Regions from separate parts of the Sus scrofa genome. Here region 2 is linked to region 1. The links are chromatin contacts, called in public Hi-C maps. All regions are on one chromosome and are shown on one strand. The core of a region is the stretch at or near the end of the contact, and the rest is flanking DNA. Distances in the headings are between cores, read along the strand shown.

What was found. Hi-C and Micro-C count contacts between places; a contact is called where the count stands out from the background.
Region 2: a contact with region 1 is called in a Hi-C map of embryonic fibroblasts, with 5 times the contacts expected there. A contact is called at or near these places in 4 of 47 Hi-C or Micro-C datasets (embryonic fibroblasts, fetal heart ventricle, heart right ventricle and 1 more).

What each region holds. Positions count from the first base shown.
Region 1 is chr5:29,728,912-29,731,642 of Sscrofa11.1, forward strand. The region is part of intron 1 of MSRB3 (methionine-R-sulfoxide reductase B3); the gene reads left to right. Among named protein-coding and RNA genes, the nearest start is that of MSRB3, 34 kb to the left of the region's middle.
Region 2 is chr5:30,243,845-30,246,544 of Sscrofa11.1, forward strand. All of the region lies in intron 3 of HMGA2 (high mobility group protein HMGI-C), which reads left to right. All of the region lies in intron 1 of LOC106507220 (a long non-coding RNA gene), which reads right to left. Among named protein-coding and RNA genes, the nearest start is that of HMGA2, 57 kb to the left of the region's middle.

The DNA of each region.
Region 1 (2,731 bases), core at 225-2,724:
TTATCCTTAGGATATCTTTTTCCTACCATGGAAATCAATCCAAGAGTTGTAAGTTTTCTGGCCTAAATAGGATTCTATGTTTGGAGAATGACCTGCTGACTCTAAATAGGTATAAGTAGATTGGGTGTAAGTAGACTGTTAGAAATTTCTAATATAATTTTAAAATAAAGCAAATGTTTGCACATTTAAGAAGAGCTAATGTTTAGGAGCATATATTATGTGCCAGGAGTTGTTCCAAGTGCCTTTGACTAGTTGAACTTAGTTAATTAATTTCTTTCTTTCTTTTTTTTTGATTTTTAGGGCCATACCTGCAGCATATGGTGGTTCCCAGGCTAGGTAGGAGTCTAATCAGAGGTACAACTGCTGGCCTACGCCACAGCCACAGCAATGCCAGATCCAAGCCATGTCTGTGACCTACACCGCAGCTCACAGCAATGCCGGATCCTTAACCCACTGAGTGAGGCCAGGGATCAAACCCGCAACCTCATGGTTCCTAGTCAGATTCATTTCCGCTGTGCCATGACAGGAGCTTCTAACTGTTACTTTAGAGTTGAGGAAACTGAGGCCATGAGAGGGCAAGCAACTTTGCCAAAGTAACACAACTCCTTAGGGGCAGGGGCAAGTTTCAAACCCAGGCAGTCTGATCTCATAGATTACACACATCCATTGGATGTCCTATCTTTCATCCACATGCATTTTGCATTTTAGATTAGTTTGTCAAAGTATTTTATTTCATTTACTGCAACCATAAACCAAGCGGAAAATGTTAAGTTAAAAATTAAATTCGTTAAATCATTTCAACATAAAACTATTCCTTTTTCTGTTCTAGAGAAGAGTTGCTCCTAGTGTCACATGTTAGAATCATATTAACTATGATCCTTTTGTAAGAGTATAATATTATGAGTTTGATTTCACCAAGGCATTCAGATGCATGTGTTCCATTCTTTAGAACGGTTTTTCACTTTCCATCTCAGCTGCGTATTTTCAGGGTAGCATGTAAGTAATGTTATAAAATGTTACATTATGCATGTAACAATTTTGCAAAATTAGCTGCTTTTTCTGCAAGCATTAAAATAATTAGGAGTATGTCAAATCCTAACCTATGAAATGCATGCTTTGTGAGATTTGGCAATGGAGAACACTGTGACAAATCATACTTTTTGCATTCTTCAGTGTAAAAAGGCTAAATGCTCTAAAGTAGTCACTTTATTACTCTACTTTGTTGGTGCTAATGTAGCTGAGTGCATTTAAAGAAAACTGGGCAAAACTAATTTGCCACTAGATGGAGCCCTGGCTATTTGGGTAGAAATAAATGCACTACAGTTGGAACATTAAATCATGCCGTCTTATCATGCTGGAGGGCCCCTGGTATTTGAGGCCCTCAGCTTTTAATTGTAGAATGCAGCTTTGTTCTTTGCCTGACCTGCAGAGTGACATCACTCCCTTTCTTCCTGTGCGCTGGCTTTGACACAAGCCAGATGGCCTTGGCCATTGGTAGGCGCACAGGCCGCCTGGTACAGCAGTTGATGAAACAGAATAGGAAGACATTTTATGGTCAGCTGCGGGAGCACAATGAGGCTGCAGCTTTGCTAAGTAATTACATTTACCGTGCACACTTTATTCCTCATAGAGAAGGTCACAAGGAAAAAAATACATTTTTATTTATAGTGTTGTGAGGTATAGACCTTTGATCTTTTATTAGTCAGTAGTCTGCTCCAAAGGAATGCTCTCTTTTCTCTGCTCTGCAGTCACTCGTGAAAATGACATGTTTATTTATGTTTAATGGTTCTTTCAGGCTGTGCATTATGATACTTACCTTCCCTCTTCCTCCCTTTTGTCTCCAGTTGGTAACAGAAAAATGTTTTAGTTTTGTAGTGAGTTTAGTTTGGAGAAGTCAGTGTTTAGGCATGTTAGTACAAGCAGATTTCTGTCAGATACACTGCAGAGTGATTTGGTAAAATATATTACTGTTGATTATGTGTTTGTTCTTTGTGGAGGTCAGAAGAGACTAGGAACAGACTTTTATTTGGGGGGAGGCAAGTGGGATGAGGGTCAGGAAATGAATGAGACATTAATTTTATATCCATTTTTGGACATTTAGTGGTTAAGGTCACTTATAAGGCTAATTTTAAATAAAGTATTGGAGGTGAATAATAACCTAGTATTTTCCACCTTCATTTGAAGTTAATCTTTACCAACTGAAAGATTGTCCAAAACTTAAAAAAAAAAAATTCTAACTGAACTTTTCTTTAAAGTTTAACATTTACACAATTTTGAAATTCTTCCACATGATTCATTTCCAAAAGCTTTAAAAAATACTTTTACCATTTTTTAAGGCTGGGATGTGTGGGTTGTTTTCAGATTGATGTAGAAATTATAAGGAATAAGATCAAATGAAAATGCATAGTCGATATGCCTTCTTTAAACTTATCACTGTTTCTAAAGCGAAGCCTCCTAGTTGTCCTTAGGTTATTTGGCTCTTTATTTTTTTAAAACGTGAAACTCTAATAAAAGAAATCTCTTCATCTTACAATATGTTGCAGTCTTCTCCAGGGAGGGAGATGTGCAAATAATTGCTGGAAGAAGGCCGCGTGTTGGGAGGAGAGAGCGTAGCTTCATAGTGAGATAGAAGAAGGTTGTCTAACCCTTCTTTCACTAGCTATTCGCTCTGTGTCCTTGGACCTTTGAGATTTGGCTTCTTCACACATGGATAGGGAGATAAAACCTATCT
Region 2 (2,700 bases), core at 72-2,571, 510 kb after region 1:
TGTTTAGTTTGAAACTCTTTGATTTTTAAAAAGTGGCTGGATGGAAGCAGTAGAACTACATTCAACTTGGCTCACCCTGGCCTCTGTTAGCATGGGCTTCGGTGGGTTTTATTCTCTTTTATTGTTCTTTCTTGTTTGTCATTAACACTGTTTCTTTGGACAGTTTTTCTTTTCCCCCTAAACTACTTATTATATAAGAATGCAGCAGCTACAGATTGGTCTACATTTTAATACATCTTTATAAATGATTTCCTTTAGCTGATCTGGTCTGTTAGTTAAATATATATTTAAGACATTAAAAAAAAAAACAACAGAAGTTCCGTATTATGCTTTTCTTAGAATGGATTCTAATTTCTGCAAAATTTGTATTTAAATATTTTCAGGGGAGTTTACACGGGGAGTTTACATCATCCACTTACCCCCAAATCATGATGTCAAGTATAAAACAGTTTGAAATGTTAAAACAGTGATGGAAAAATCTTATGTGGTAATTCTGTATTTGCCAATAAGTTACTTTGTATAAGGCAATGTTAAATAGTCTCATCTCGCTCCTAATTGTGGTATGTGCACAACTATACATCCAGTTTTTCTTTCAAGAAAGCCACATCCTAGGAACCCAGAAAGCGATGCTGAGTTGGTCATTCTCTGTTCCTCTTTTGTATCATTTATAAAGCAGGCAAAACCATTTCTGGCATCCAGTTTTTGAAAACCAAAAAATCCTTTCACCACCGAAGCCCAAACTTTCTAAATCAAATTTGGACCAAAGAGCAAATACTTCTGCCGTTTACAAACCTTTGAAATGAGGGTTTCTCGTAGAATTTTCCAGACAGCCTTCAACAAAGCCATGTCAACACGTGTCTCTACAGCACAATAAATGATACAGTGCTCCCCCATGTATGAGCAGTATTTGCCTCGGGAGGAAAGGCCCTTAGCCTTGAAGCAAGCCGGTTTGTTGGTGCAGGGTGACAGGTGTGCCCCAGAGAGGGCTCTGGGAGAGGCGGGGTGTGGGGTGCTTGTTGGAGGATGCAGGGAGCTGGCCCTTTGCACTTTGCTCACAAGGTTCATTCTTTGCCAGCTCTGGTTTGTGATTTATGGGAGCAGCAGCCCATGGGCCATACATCATCTTCCTGGTCGGCTTTGTTGACACCTTGTCACATTTTTGTGGGCTTGAGGAATTCATTGTTCTTGTTTGAACTGATAAGAACCCAAAAAAAAAAAAAAAAAAAAAGGCAAAAGGAAAAAAATACGTTTTCTCAACTGAGACCTTGGGAAAGGCTGAGGGGGTGGAATGTTGTCATGGAGCCACCCCCGGGCTGCACTTTCCCAAGCAGGGCAACACACGGCCACAGGCTCCTGTCCCAGGGAAGCCTCTCCCTTAGGCGTGCAGCTCCATTTGCCCCTCGTCTTCTGGTTGTGAGGTGTTTCTTTTCACTGGGATGGGACTGGAGAGGGGCTTTGGGAGGGGTAAAGAAGGAGGGAGTTTTCCTTCAAGACCTGGGAGTTAGCTTGACTGAGAGGAGCTGCCAATGGAAGGTAAAATGACCCTGGGCACTGGGGGAATGTAAAACACGCAGTGACTTTTGATGTGAGCCGGTCTCTTCCAAGTTCATCCTTTGTAGAGGGCGCTTTGCAGGCAAGCTGCCATGCCGACCTCTCCCCTTTGATGGTAGCGCCCGTGCCTCACTCAGGATTTTGGCAGCCTGTGCACACAGACTGGCATCCCAGCCCAGCCCTTGAAGACAGCAAAACGTTTCAGAATAGAAACTCATGGGGCCACAGATGGATTCATAGTATTACCTCCTGCCTGTGCAGAGCAAACGAGTGCTCTGCCTATGGTTTTCAGTTTTTTTACCGTCTTTTCAGAGTAACATCTCTGACATCTCTGCTTCCAAAAAATGTAACGGGTTAAACTTTTTTCCATCCCAGTAAAGTAACAGGTCAGATCATCTGGACCAGCTAGCGGGATCGTTAATGCTCCTACTTCCTTTGTGAAAGTAGGTGTTTTCTTTGCGAGCAGCTTAGGGCAAACATAGTCCATTCACTCATATCCTCTGACATCAGCTTCTGCTGATTGGAAGGAGAAGAACCCATTCGCACCCCAGCGAAGGGCTGGGTGTCCAGGGAGTTTTGCATTTTTGCGTTAGACTGTTAACAAGTTCACGTGTCATGTCATAAATCACTTCACCTGGAAGCATCATTCACACATCCCCACTAGGAACCTCATTTTGAACTGGAGCCACAGCTTCTTAAAATGGCTCTCAGCAACCACGTTTCCTGTAGAATGCATATGTACAAACTCCTCCTGGCCCTTGATTTACCAAGCAGTTAATGTCTCGCCTAGAGAATGGGATTCGAGAGTTGACCTTGTGATAATGCTGAAGGCAAATCAAAGCGACCTCATAAATGTACGATAGTAGAGTAATCACACGTTTAAAGTAAGAGACTAGTTTGGGAGAACATATGCTTTTTCTTTTGTGTCCTCTGTCTCGCTCTAAAGTGCTATTTTGACGAACACTTAATTGTCTAAATACAGGCAATGCTGTCAGCCTCGGCCTCAAACCTCTAACACACATCCAGCTTTGAAAATCTACAAGCCCAGTTTCCCCAGTTTCTCGCAACTGCCAGTTCTGCCTTTGCCTTTTTCTTAACTTGGAAGCGACCTTGGTTTCCAGAATTAAGTTTATTGACAGTGTTTCACTG